Regions from separate parts of the Mus musculus genome. Here region 1 is linked to region 2. Evidence: chromatin contacts called from public Hi-C data. All regions are on one chromosome and are shown on one strand. The core of a region is the stretch at or near the end of the contact, and the rest is flanking DNA. Distances in the headings are between cores, read along the strand shown. Region 1 overlaps Wdr4 (WD repeat domain 4). Region 2 overlaps Slc37a1 (solute carrier family 37 (glycerol-3-phosphate transporter), member 1).

Evidence for each region. Hi-C and Micro-C count contacts between places; a contact is called where the count stands out from the background.
Region 1: a Hi-C map of cerebellar granule neurons shows a contact between it and region 2, with 2.9 times the contacts expected there. The contact joins two enhancer-like sites. A contact is called at or near these places in 6 of 39 promoter capture datasets (the 3T3-L1 cell line, HPC-7-derived erythroid cells, embryonic stem cells and 2 more), 10 of 15 datasets of contacts at CTCF or cohesin (CD8 T cells, the NIH/3T3 cell line, embryonic stem cells and 4 more), 241 of 484 Hi-C or Micro-C datasets (the 3T3-L1 cell line, 3T3-L1-derived adipocytes, the 4T1 cell line and 118 more), 39 of 115 datasets of contacts at active chromatin or transcription factors (CD8 T cells, DN3 thymocytes, the HPC-7 cell line and 23 more) and 4 of 9 other capture datasets (adipose tissue, embryonic stem cells, liver and 1 more).

What each region holds. Positions count from the first base shown.
Region 1 is chr17:31,496,509-31,503,346 of GRCm38.p6, forward strand. Wdr4 (WD repeat domain 4) reads right to left here. Exons shown (of 11, transcript NM_021322.2): 5 at 6,263-6,375; 6 at 4,707-4,767; 7 at 4,106-4,204; 8 at 3,301-3,365; 9 at 2,481-2,664; 10 at 1,990-2,059; 11 at 1-420. The coding sequence ends at 230. Among named protein-coding and RNA genes, the nearest start is that of Wdr4, 13 kb to the right of the region's middle. Within about 2 kb of position 1,438, at least 11 of the 459 cell types and tissues checked have an H3K27ac peak or open chromatin away from gene starts, as enhancers often do. A contact at or near this core is called in cerebellar granule neurons, where this site is marked.
Region 2 is chr17:31,333,443-31,340,553 of GRCm38.p6, forward strand. It overlaps Slc37a1 (solute carrier family 37 (glycerol-3-phosphate transporter), member 1), which reads left to right. Exons shown (of 20, transcript NM_001242427.1): 11 at 130-255; 12 at 2,292-2,382; 13 at 3,928-3,990; 14 at 4,549-4,634; 15 at 5,501-5,549; 16 at 6,770-6,843. Among named protein-coding and RNA genes, the nearest start is that of Slc37a1, 41 kb to the left of the region's middle. Within about 2 kb of position 1,294, at least 15 of the 459 cell types and tissues checked have an H3K27ac peak or open chromatin away from gene starts, as enhancers often do. A contact at or near this core is called in cerebellar granule neurons, where this site is marked.

The sequences.
Region 1 (6,838 bases), core at 188-2,687, 160 kb after region 2:
GCTTCCACACAGCTCTAGACTCTTAGCTAAGCTAACACCACCTGCCTTCCCTGCAACCCGGCAGGAGCCTGTTCTCAGTGACAAAGGCAGACTCTGGAGATCAGGGACTGTTGAGCTAGTGGTAGGGACTGAGCTGCCGTGATCTCCCTCCCTAGGGATGAACCAGGGAGGAGGAGGGAGAGAGCTGCCCACAGGGCCTCAGGAATGAGAGCTGTGGCCATGTCCAAGGTCAGCAACTAAGGGCTGACTGGCCCGGGCACGCCTTTTTGGTCTGTTCCGGGGACCCTGGGAAGGGGCTCCTTTGCCGCTTCTTCTTCAGCTGCTGCTGCAGTCTCTCTTCCTTTTTCTTCAGGTAAGAGGTCATGTTGTCAAAGGTGGCCTTGTACAGGCTGCGGAAGCTGTCATCTGTACCAACAGAACCTATGACAAGGACAAGAAGAGATGCCAGGTGAGTGACTTGGAACATGGCCCAGCACTACCTCCTCTCACTGGATGGCCTTGGGAATTTTTTTGTTTTTTTGTTTTTTTTTGTTTTTTCGAGACAGGGTTTCTCTGTGTAGCCCTGGCTGTCCTGGAACTCACTTTGTAGACCAGGCTGTCCTCGAACTCAGAAATCTGCCTGCCTCTGCCTCTCAAGCGCTGGGATTAAAGGTGTGCGCCACCACTGTCCAGCTGGCCTTGGGAATTCTACCTCCCTGATATCTCAAAGACCCTAAACCTTATGTGACCCAACCCTTGAGATCCACACTTGGGCTGGACCTGGGGACTTGTTCCAACAGAATGCTGAAGGGAAGGGGTAGAGGTGGGAAGTAGGGACCAGGGATTGGCTGACATCTTGTCTGCACTTTCTCATTCATTCACTGACAAAGCCAGCTGCAGGTCCTGAACTGAGGGAGCGTATTAGTGAGGCCTGAATCCTCCAACCATCTCCTGCGCAGGAATGAACCCTGCCCAAGGGGAACCTGAGATAGCCAGAGTCAGTCAACACCAGTGGATGGCAGGCGGTCATCTACAGAGGCCACAGGCACTCCAGGACTCCAGACCCAGAGCAAGGCCTTGGCAGGCTGTGGCTCTGGGTAAGAGCATGCCACACTGCAGTAGATGTCCTTGAGTGTTAAGCTCAGGTGCTACTGGCACAGCCCCTCAGCCAGTCTCACCCTAGTGAGCTACATCCCAAGGACAATCAGCGCTGCATGCTAGAGAGGACCCTCAGGTCACCCTACCCTTAGGTGGGTGTGGTTCCCTGACCGCCAGCAGCCAAGGCTCAGGATGCACAGGCTAGTGTGGTGCTCCATCTGTGTGTGGAGCATCTTAGACATGAAGACAGGCTTTGGCCTGAGTCTGCACCAGGTAACCATCAACAGAACCAAACTGAGCAAGGTCCAGAAGGACCCAGAGCCGGCCAGGCAGAGCGTGAGGAAGTCCAGCAAGAGGGAGGCCAGCAGGATGGCTCAGGAGGGAAAGGCACTTGTGCCAAGCCTGACAGCCTGAGCTTCATCCCACGTGGTAAGAGATTCTGTAGAGGTTGTCTTTGACGTGCTCTGCAGCCAGGGGTCCAGGGTGAGCAGCCAGGGAGGACACACCTTCCCCACCTGCCCCGCCTACCACTTTTATTTCAGCTCAGCACAAGCTAGTCATACTCCAAGAGGAGATCTCAACTGAGAAATCGCCCCGCTAGAGCGAGCGGGCGAGCCTGCAGGCTTCAGAGGGCATTTAGACCACAGCTGGAGCACCCCCAAAAGTCTAGGAACCCTAACTTCTAAGAATTGGCTTTGCAACATCTTTTCTGAGTAATAGTTTGTTTCATAGAGACTGGGTCTGGGTGGTCCTGCCTGGATGGGCAACCTCTGGCCAGTGAATACAACGCTGGCCACCCCAAGCAGCAACTGAGTCACTGCCTCAGCCCCACACCAGCCAGCTCACCGCTCCTCACTGCACAGCAGTAGCACTCCTTGTCTGCATTACAGACCCTGTTCACAGAGCTCTCACCTTCCAGCATGGCCCAGCTCTCACGGAGATGGCTGCAGAGTCTCGGGGACACAGCACCGTCTGGAGCAGCCTGCAGGTGACAAGTGAGCAGGGACTCAGAGAGAGCAAGCAGAGGCCTGGCGGGGCCAGCCTTGGGCACAGGCAGCCGAAGCTGGCCAAGAATTCCCAATGCTGTCCTACCTCGCCCAAAGCCTTATGGGATTGGCAGAGATTTCCCGCAGTGCTCCCTGCACATCAGTATCCAGCAAGGCCCTGACACAGGCCTGCACACAGGAAGAGTACACCCATGTCAGTCCTAGTGCTGCCTTCCGCAGTGTGGGAACCTCCTATACACAGGCATGGGGACCCAAGCCAGGGCAGACAAGCTGCCTCAGGCTATAGCCTTAGGACCTAGATGGATGTGAACAAGGCTGTGGGGAAACCCCAGCCCCACCCTGCCACACCCCACCAAGACACCAGGCTCAGACCACGGAGCTGCTGGGTGCTCTCACCTGCCACTCACCACCCACAGGCCTCCAGAGCACCAGGGGGGCATCACGGCAGTCCTGTAGAACCCACAGCCCCCGGGCCTCCTCAAACACAACATCCCACACTCGGTGAGGGAAAGTCAGCCGCTGTCTGAACACCAGCTGCTGTCTGCTGGCATCAAGCTGGAAGACGAAGACCACGGGAACGCTTTCCAGGAGAGAGAGAGAGACTGGTCATCACCACAGCAGCATGCCCACAAGACATCCTGGCCCTAGGCCTGCCTATACTACCTGCAGACCCTGAGCCACCCAGACCCTGGGAGATGGTACATGTTTAAGGTCCAAGTTCTGGAGTAACTTGTTTTATAGTAAGAACTAATACAGGACGAAGAGTGAAATGGCCACTCCATTCCAAGTGTATATGTCAGGATTTTTCAACCCTGTGGATCACGACCCCTGAAGGGATGAAATGACCCTTTCATGGGGGTCACCTGAGACCATTAGCAAACATATTTACATTACAATTCCTAACAGTAGCAAAATTGCAGTTATGAAGCAGCAACAAAATTAACTGTGGTTGGGATCACTAAACATGAACTATAGTAAAGGGTCTCGGTGTTAGGAAGGCTGAGAACCACTGGTGTAGACAGAAGGCTGGGTTCTCTCCTCTCCAAACCTGTAATATTCTCACGTCTAAGGAGAGCAAAGAGCAACCCCAAGCTTCATAGGACAGAATGCAGATCACCAGAAACCTGCCCTGGCACTGAGAAGGGGCAGCAGAAGGAACCCCTCGATTATCCCCAGCCCCTCAATCTGCCCCATGGGTGCCAACTCGCCGTCTTACCACTCACACAGAAGCACCACATAGCTCTCCTGTCCCCAGAATGCAATCCTGGACGCGGCCAACCCCTGCAGGGAAAGCAGCTGCTTAGCCGGGCTCTGCTCCCAGGCACCTAAGCACCCTTCTCAGCGGAGCCTAAGGGCACAGGTACCGTGGGTCCCACATAATGCCAACGCGGGGCAAGAGTCCACGGAAACAATCTGGAATCACCAGGAAGGGAGCAGCCAATGCCCCTGTCCTCACACATGGCCCCGGCTGTCCCTGCAGGCCTGTGATATGCCTCCAAAGCCATGCAGAACACATGGGAAGAAGGGCTATGATTAAAGACACAACAACTGTCCATGCTTCCCAGGGTAAAAGGTGATACACACAGGAGCTTCTAGAAGTCCCAAATATCAGGTGTAGGAAAAAAAGGACGTGCCTCTCATTGGCTGGCCTGAGGGAGGGCAGGCACCATGCCACCCAATTTTAAGCTGAGCAATCCGGGAACACCCTGAGGAATCATGGGTATACAGGAGGTGCCAGGGGGACTCCATGAGCACAGAGAATGCTGACGTGCCCCCAGCACTGACAAAATACAGTGAGGCTGTCTGCCATCATTGTTTAATATTCAAGTATTCCTGGAGGCCTTCCTGTTCTGCCAGCCCGTGTACACACAAAGTGTGATGTGAATTGTTTCTCATCAGGCGCCGCAGAACTGGGAATCCTGTGTGTATTCCCTAAACTTGCTTACAGCAAGGAAACATTTCTAAAAGATGACGTCCCCATAATGAGAGCAAGAGGAGGTGGATGGCAAACACTCAGGTACCTTGTGGCCTGGCTGCTCTCCAGGCTCCTGTAGGCCGGCCAGGTCACAGCACTGCAGCTGCCTACCGCTTCTGTACTCCCAGAGTCTCAGGGTGCCATCCTGTACAGACAGAAGGGCTACATGTATGCTCAAGAGGCCTGCCCAGAAGCAAGAAAGGAGGGGAGGGGAGGGGAGGGGAGGGGAGGGGAGGGGAACGGGACGCTGAACATGGCTGGGTGCAGACAGAGTCCCTCTGACAGCTAGGGCTCCCTTATGAAGAAAACTCTCTGCAGAGTACTGAAAGCTAACCAATTATGCCAGAGTACCTAGGAAAGCCTCCTTGATGACAGGCGAGTCAAGACACCAAACCATGGCCCAGCAGGCAAAGGAACCAAGATGACCAGACCCCCCTACTGAGAAAGTCCATTTACACCACATGCTGTGCTGGGACCAGGCAGGCAAACACACATGGGCACATAAACTACATTCACAGCCCCAAAGAAAGACTCTCCCTCTAGTGGCCACAACCAACAGAGATTGGTGGACTTGGCATCCTAGTTGGGGACAAGAGTCTGGATACTTTCTTTTGCTGTGGCCACCCAGCAGCAGGCACACCACTTACCCCAGAGGAAGAAAGCAGCAGTTCAGGATGACTGGGCACTACAAGGATGCGGCTCACAAACCTGTGGGGAGCAAAGCCAGGTCACCCAACACGGGAGGGAGCCTCTCACCCTGCTCAGAAAGAGAAACCACTGCCGACCCCACCCATACCAGGGGGTGCTGAGAACACGGCTGGCACGTGTGAGTCTCCAACATTACACATGGACCAAGAGGGCAGGGCCCAGTTCTGCCAGAGCATTGTCTGTCACATGCAGCTCTGCATGGGGACACTCACTACCTCACTCTGCCCCATAAACCCGCCTCCATTTGAGATGCCTACATGCAGGTCAAAGCCATACTACTGAACACTCCGAGAAGACCCCAAGAGGCCTCTGTGAAGCCACCCACAAAGCCCAGTCTAGCTCTGTGGCTCCCAACTACACAGGACAGCAGCAGCCACTCTGCCACCAGATGTGAGCCTGAGCAAGCTGGCTCTCCAGGAACCCTACACCTGCCCTGCAATCCCCCTGGCCAGGAACATGACCTCCAGTGCAGGCAACGCAACAATGCTGCCCTTCTCCCAGCTCCTGTTATATTGTTTTAATGTATGAGTGCCCTGTCTGCATGTATGCCTGCAAGCCAAAGAGTGTATCAGACCCCATTACAGACGCTCATGAACCACCATGTGGGTGCTGGGAATTGAACTCAGGACCTCTGGAAAAGCGGTCAGTGCTCTTAACCACTGAGCCATCTCTTCAGCCCCTTCTCCCAGCTCTTAACAGACTTCAATTATTGTTCACAAGACCCAGGGCTCCTACCATGTTGGTTCACATGGCTCCCTTCATCCCCATTACCCCAATACCAAGTCACCAACCTGACCCAGACCTGGTCCGCAGCTGGCCTTTGACCAACAGCTGCCTTCTCTTAGGGGACCTAGTTGTCCTCTTAGGCCCTCCAAGAGGAATAAGCTGTGTGCATTCCATAGGCCCAAGTCACAGCAAGTTCTCACAGCTAAGAATGGGAACCAGTCTCCACAAGCTGCACTACACTGAACCATCATAGAAAAGGCCACAGGAGAGGTTCCATCCCTGGCACTGCAGAAATTCCAAAAGCTAACTAACAGGCACTGTTCCTCTCAAGTCACTGTCCTCAGGTCCTGTGGAGGGTAGAGGGGTGAAGTCCCCATGGAAGTAGGCAGCAGCAAGCAGAGAAAGGGCTGCCACGTAAAAGCAGTTCCACAAACTAGCAAGGGGTCAGAGTCCTGCGGCAGGAGTGCATGCCCCAGACTGAGGCTCAGCAGAGCCCAGCCCGCAGTTCTCAATGAGAGACTGGAGAAATGGGCTAAGGAGCACTAGCCCAGGAGGTTAAGCTCAAAGCAACTGCTTCACGCAGCCCACAGCCCTGGATTTCTGCAGCTCTCACACCCGTGGGAGCCAAGGGCCTGATACGGCCTTCTGAGTCTCCAAGTAGCTCTTAGCATGGCGTCCCTACAGTCTACCAACAACACCAGTGCCCCAATCACCCTTATCTATTAGACCCAGACTTCCCTGTCTAGACAGGGGACAGGGTTGCACTTACTCAGTGTGTCCCAGGCAGAAAGACTCGATGCTATGCGGGGCAGCAGCCCAGCTGACCCGGATCTTCTCATCCCGGTCTGCAGTAAGCACAAACTGGTCATCAGGACTCACAGCCTATATCACCAGGGGACAGAGAGAGCCGCTCACTGGGCAGCCTTGCAAATACCATCAGAATGTTTGGATTTTCTCAGGCCACCCTGAAGGCTTTTCAGGGAGCTGAAGTGCAGCTTGGAAGAGCCATGGGAACTGGCAGGGTGCAGAAGGAGCTGCTCTACTGTGGGAGGGTCCTCAGAAGAGCCAGTTCCCTCCCCTCAGCTTAAATAAAGGCCAGAGCCATACTGCTATACACTAAGACCCGCTCCAACGCCACCCACCCATACCTGCTGCACCGCTCCCATCCCCCACATTGTACGGCAGCAGCCAGAGTCATACTGAGCACTGCACACGGCCCTTGATGCCACCCACCTCAGGCTGTCCCAGTTCTATAGGTAGGAGGCCTGGGTCATAGTTAAACCTTAGGAGGGGAAAGAGAGGAGACCACAGGCCAAGTAGCTCTCACCACTCCCCCGCACTGCCC
Region 2 (7,111 bases), core at 44-2,543:
AGCCAGTGCTCTTAACCTCTGAGCCATCTCTCTAGTACCAGGAAACCCATTATCTTACTTGCTTAAAATTCCAGCCTCACTCAGGCAGATGCCCCTCGTGACATCTGTCCCTTTTGCTTGTGTGTCCAGGACCCAGAGCTTCAGTGCTTGCTACTCTCCGACGGGAAGAACCCCCTTCACCCAAGCCATATTGTTGTCCTCCCTGCTGATGGCAACATGGCCGCCATCAGCTTCACGGGAGCCCTGAGGATCCCGGTGAGTCTGCCTGCCAGGGAGACAGTGCTGTGTGGGAAGGGGCTGGGCCTTGGTGAGCTTGAAAGAGAAGTGTGTGGCTGTGGCGTTGGTGGGTCAGGTCCTCCCATCCTGTGTGGGCAGTGTGGCTGGTCACTCCAGGCAGAACGTGGCTCAGTGTGGGATGCCTTTTATTTTAATTTTTAGAGGGCATCAGATCCCATCACAGATGGTTGTGAGCCACACCATGTGGTTGCTGCAAACTGAACTCAGGACCTCTGAAAGAGCAGCTCGTGCTCTTAACCACTGAACCGTCTCTCCAGCCCAGCATGATGCCTTCATTTTGTACTGTCTCTGAACACTTTGAAATTATGTTTTTCACTTGAAAAAAAACAGAAAGCTGGCTGCCCTGGGCCTACACCCATGATACCTTCCCCCTTGGCTCTCCACCCTCTCAGCCATTTGCCTTCTGGCTCTAAGAGTGTAGGGTGCTACACAGGAGGCAACCTGTGCTCACTGCTCTGTGGCTCTACTGAGCCTGCTCCATTTCACAGCACAGTGAGGCTCTGAGTTCCCAGTATGGCGTGTTTCCCCCGAGAGGGAGAGGCATGAAGGGGTTGAGGCTACAGAAGAATAGCCAGCAGTATGCTAAGGTCTTAAGAGGCAGGATCTGATTGTGCTCTGGCACTTGGGGCCTCCTGGCTCTCACAATGCCCTGAGGTGGCAATCTCACACTTTACAGTTGTGAGCACTGGGTTCCTGGACAGGCTTCATAGCCAGCCAGCAGGAGATGGCAGTTTTCAATGAAAGTCATTTCTAAGGATGTGTTCTTACTGTTGGCTAGCAGCCCTTCTATGGTACCTTTCTGCTGTAGACCCCAGATACTTCCGCTAGCATCGGTTGGGGAGCCGACTAACATGTAAATGTGAGACACAGGGCAATATGGACTGGACATGCTTTGGAGGCCTGGCGCAGCCTTCTCTCTGTCCCTGCCCATGCCCATGCCCCTACCCAGATGGTTGGCATAAGAGTCTACAGCGAGCATCTATTTACCCACCCCTAGGCTCTTCTCCAGCTATGATGCCATCTGTTGATCTGAGGGTGAAGTGAGATGATTTTATCCCAGTACAGAGCATGCCAAGCATCTCTGTAGTAGGTACCACATGCTCGCTCCCATCCTATGATACAATAACAACCGGAAAACCCCAAGGGGACTCTGTGTGTGTGTGTGTGTGTGTGTGTGTGTGAGAGAGAGAGAGAGAGAGAGAGAGAGAGAGAGAGGCATACACATGAGTATGCAGGTGCACACACCCATGTGCAGCCATTCAGAGCCCTGAGGAAGATGTCTAACATCTTCATCTATTGCTCTCCCCACCTTATTACCTTGAAGCAGCAGCTCTGTGTGAACTGGAAGCTTGCCAGGTTGGCTAGATAGCTGACCGGCGAGCTCCTGGGATCTGCCCCATCTCCACTCTCCAGGGCTGGAGTTACAGACACACACATAACTATGCCTGGCGTTTTATGTGGGTACTGGGGATTTAAACTCAGGCCATATTTGTATAGCAAGCACTCTTCCGTACTGAGCCTTCTCCCCAACCCAGTCTTTTTTTTTTTTTTCCTTTGGTTTTTGGTTTTTCGAGATAGGGTTTCTCTTTATAGCTCTGGCTGTCTTGGAACTCACTTTGTAGACCAGGCTGGCCTCGAACTCTGAAATCAGCCTGCCTCTGCCTCCTGGGATTATAAGCGTGTGTGCCACCACGCCCGGCTCCCAGCCCAGTCTTCATGAGCATCTCTCTGGGAGGAAATCACTAGCTATCATTTGGCCGGGCTTCTCGTTGGCTCTTGTTACAACACTGAGTTTCTGCCCTGCTGGCAGTCAGACTAGGTGAGTCTGTGCTCCGGATCTCCTAGGTCTCGCTTCCCACTCATGCTCTCCCCTAAGCAAGGTTGAACCCTGTAGAAACACTGCGTGTCCGCCAAGGAACAGCCCTTTGTCCTGGGGCACACCTTGAGACACACTGCTGATCCCACCCCCAGTTGACAATGGCTCCCTCTTCCAGGGCGTGATTGAGTTTTCTCTGTGTTTGCTGTTTGCCAAGCTGGTCAGCTACACATTCCTGTTCTGGCTCCCGCTGTACATCACCAGTGTAGGTGAGTGCCTGCCGGAAGGGACATTCCGCTCTGTGCTTGCTGGAAGGGAGGTTCCCCTCTGTGCTTGCCGGAAGGGACGTTCCGCTCTGTGAGCTAGACTGCTCAGAACTCCCTTCCTCCTGCTGGGCCACACAGGGTGACTGGACAGCAACTGGACAGCGTGGCTCGGCAGATGGGAGAGGACGTGGATGTAGACACAGTGTGTGGCTCTGGTAGTAACTTTCACCGGGCTCATCCGGTTACTCCCTGACCCCTCTGTGGTTCTCGGAGGCTGCCTGTGTTTAAATCTAGGCCGTGTCAGGCTTTGGAACACAGCGGCCAGCAAGCAGGAGCATGGCCACCAGGGGCTGAGATCTGACCTACAAACTGTTTCTGGGGATGTGTTTTGATTTGTGGGAGGGCTGACAGTCTCTTGGGTTCCCAGAGTCTAAGAATGTCCAGAGCTGTGGCTCTTGATAGAATTTTCCAGAAAGAAAGTACTATATAGCTGTGTGTCATTGGCTCAGCAGTTCTCAGGAACCAAGTGGGGCTGTTGCATGCATGGTGACACCTTGGCCTCAGGAACCAGTGAGTGAGTCAGGGGAAGGAACGAAAGGAGCGGGGCTTTGTAGATACAGCTTTGGGCTTGGGCAAGAGCTCTAGGGACAGCATAGGAAAGAAGGCTTTGAGAATGGAAGACTGATTCTAAGGTGTGTCATAAGGCCATGTCAAGGTTGACCAAAACCCCAAAGCTGAAGGGAATGTCACCTCAGCCGAGGAAGCTGGGGCAGCAGCAAGGTGGGGACTTTCTTGGGATGTGGCTAACAAGAGCAGGCTGCAGAAAGGAAGAGGTTGGGTGAGCAGGCTGCAAGGAGCTACCTCAGGGCACTGCCTAACCATCCCTACCTCATCCTGGCACATGCACAGTAAATAGTCCTAACAGGGAGTCTCAGTAAGAGGCTATGCTCCCTTTGACAAGAGAACAATCTTAGCCACAATGTCGAACTGCTGGATGCCCAGTCAGAGTCTTGGTTTGAGTCAACCCCAGTTCCTTGCCAGCCAAGGGCTTTCCAGTTGTCTCCTCAGACTGGCCAGCATCTAGTCAGCTGGAAGCAAAGGGACATGAAATGGCAACGCCCTGCTACTAAGGCATGAGAAGGCTCTGGTCCCCACTGGGGTCAGATAGCACATGATACCACACTCTGTTTCACTGGGTGACTGACTGAGTAGCTTGGCCATTGCTCTGAGGAGCCCTGCCAGGACCTACACACACACACACACACGCACGCGCACACGCACACACACACACACACACACACACAGTAGCTTCCTAGGCTCACCCTCTTTCTGGATGCCCCTGTGATAGCCAAGCACCAGCATCTGGGGAAGGCCAGCAGTGAGTGAGTGCTAGGCTTGGATAAGATGTGTCAACCAGTATCTCTTTAAAAATCCGAGTTTAGGTGATTCTTCATGGTAAAATTCTGCTCCTGGAGCAAGGTCCTACGTGGGTCCCTGTGGGGTAATCAGGATGTGTCCTCACGGGCTCCTATGCTGGTCATTCCACAGATCACCTGGATGCCAAGAAAGCTGGGGAGCTGTCCACATTGTTTGACGTGGGCGGGATCTTTGGTGAGTTCAAGGCGGGGATCTTTGGTGAGCTCTGCATTGTCAAGAACTTAACAATAAAGCTGGGTGACTGACATTCCTGTGACTTAGCACTCTGGAGCTGAGGCTGCAGGTTGGCAAGTTTGAGGCTAGCCTGGGCTACACAGTGAGACCTTGTCTCAAAAAAAAAAAAAATCTATCAATTCCTGTTCTGGTTAGTTTTATTGCTAGGAAAGCACCGTGTAACACAGTGACCATGGCCATTGCTTTGAAAGCAGCTCGTCTCTGACCTTGAGCCAGCTGCCCTCAGAAATGACACACGGGTGTCCCAGGCAGGTGGCAGTGGCATTAGTACCTACCAGGTGAAGGGGTTTTGAGGTTGTTTTTAAAGCCTGACCCTAGACAGCCTGTGACTCCTGAGGCCTGTAAAGATGTGTCCTGCTAGGCCAGACTCCAAGTGGCCACTTCAGATGGGCTCGGGGACAGTTGCTATTGTTCTCGCCTCTGGGACTTGGTCTCCTCAGGGGAGGGGGAGCTCATGCCAGGCATCAGCTCCTGAAGCCTCCCCCATCTCTGTTACAGGTGGGATTCTAGCAGGCGTGATCTCCGACCGTCTGGAGAAACGAGCCTCCACTTGTGGTCTGATGCTATTGCTGGCAGCACCCACGGTGAGCCCTGCCTCTGCCCGCAGTTACAGACCGTCACTTTCGTCTCTGCTAGCCACCCCTGTCCCGTACCTGAGACCCACATCCCTAGAAACCCATCTGGTGCCTAGCTGGGAGCACAGAGCCTCCATGCTTGCCTGCCTCAGCCCCTGGGCTGCATGCGGCATACTTCTCCCTTTCTCTGTGTTTCTCTTGGGTTGCTCCTCTCCATGGGGTACCCTTCACACCCATCTCTGTCCCTCTTCAGTATCAGTCATACTCCTGCCTGTCCCTTAGGAGCTCTGAGCCATCCCTCCCTCAGTGAGCCCTGTCGTGTCAGACACAGCCTTCTTCAAGCATTTAGGCGCTCATGACCTTGGTCAGGTGATTCCCCTGCCTCCGATTCCTCATCTGGTCCTGAGTAGCATCAACTCCACAGTGTGGCTGTGCAGAGCTAGTGTGGCACTGGCCTGTCATTGCTGTTTGGGAGATGAGGGGCCATTCTGTTAACATATATAGTTGTCCACGTGCCTCTCTTCCCAAGGCTGTGACTGTCCTCAGAATATGGCCTAGTTCTGAGTCCTCTTGGGCCTAAGGTTTTATAAAGGAATCTTTGAAATTACTAGCAGCATGGCCCCATTGCTAGGAGGATGGCATCTCAAGGTACAATGTTCAGACAGGTAGCCCCAGACCTCAGATGAGGAGTTAGGAACTGTTCAGTATCCTGCCACCAGCTCTGGGCACTTGGAGTCCCACCCTGCGATTTCCCCAAGGTGCAGAGCTACCCTCTTCGACAGGCAGGCTCCCTTACAGGCAGGCTCCCGTGGGCTCCTGGTGGCCTTGCAGCTGCCCGAGCTGAGCCTTCCTCTTCATGTTCTTTCCTCCTGTAGCTCTATGTCTTCTCCTCCGTCAGCAGAATGGGCCTAGAAGCCACCATAGGTGAGTATGTGAAGCCTCTCCACACAGCTAATCTAGAGGCATTAAGCAGGGGTGACTGAGCAGTGTGGCCCTGTTGTGATCATATGTTAATCTGCTCTAAACTCCCCCGAGGGTGCACAAGGGCTTCTCCAGTGTTCTGGATTCCTGAAAGAAAGATACACATACCCAGCCTATTCCACGAGGGTAACACACACTCCCCTCCGACACTCCTGAGTTAATACTTACCAAATCTATATTTTATCTTTGCTGCCCTGGACCCTGCTGGCCAGTCCTCCTAGGGCTGCTTTCCTCCTGCACCTACATGTTGGCTGTCTCTCCCTCCTGCACCTTCCTGGCATAGTCTGTCTCCTACGCCCTCATACTGGCGGACTTCCTCCTTCCTTGGTCCCTTCCCAGGAATCCTAAAAGTCCCACCTCTGTCTCCCTGCCCAGCCATCGGCCGCTGGTAACTTTATTGACCAGTCAAAAACCAACTGGGGACAGGCTTCCCACGGGTGGGACACTGCAAACAGGTTTTTGGGTAACATAGTTTGCATGAGAACACAAGTCGCTACGTGGCCCCATATCCCTCTTTGGGGGAGGCCAGGCTCCTGTTTCCGGGCAAGTGTGACAGTCAGTGTGGCTAAGTGGCCACCTGGCTAGCGGTGCTGTGCTCTGCTACTTAGGGGAGCGTCTGATCAGCTTGGGGATAGGACATTAGCCACAGCCCTGGAAGCCCTTGGGTAAGGTAGAGAGCCAGCCAGCCAAGGAGACTGGAGGGAGCAGGGGAGGGGAGGGTCTTGTCACACTAGTGACCTAGAAAACACTCTGCCAGTGTTTGCCATAGACCCAAAGTCTCTTCAGGAAAATGAGCTGGGCCAGCTGAGGGGAGGGGACATGTGGTTCAGTGTCCCTGTCCCCTGAGGTGAAGAGGACATTCCATGTTATAGCACATACCCAGTGTTGGCCTGGCCTTGATCCACCCAGGCTCTCCTCCCCTCCCAGTACTGCCATCAGCTGCTGTCCATGAGGCCAGGGACCTTGAGTTCTAGGTCCTCCAAACAGGCCTTAGAGGCTTGGGGCAGCATGATAATGCAACCCCCGGCACAGTACAGAAGCCATTTGTCCTGTGTTCTGGAGATGGCCCCCGTGGGATGGGTCCCTTCCCTGTAGATGCCTGCCCTCACCAGTGGACTGCTGGCCGGGCAGGCTCTGCTCTGAGCTCTGTCTCTTTTCCACAGCCATGTTGCTCCTCAGTGGGGCCCTGGTGAGCGGGCCCTACGCACTGATCACCACTGCCGTCTCTGCAGACTTGGTAAGTCACACCTTGCTTCCTCTACTCGGGACAAGCACTTCCTTAGCGGGTGAAACGGCATTCACAGTTTGTTCATAGAGAGCCTGTGTCTTGAGAGTTTTCTAGCATCTGTCCCTGGCCACCCTCCCTGAGCTGTCTTCCTATAACTCCTATCCCTGAGTGGTCAACAGAGTGCCAAGCTGAGAGACACAGGGATGAAGCTGTGACCTTTCCACCCCATACCATCTCTGAAAGGCAGCAGGGTGGCCCTGCCTGGGCCTTGATGTTA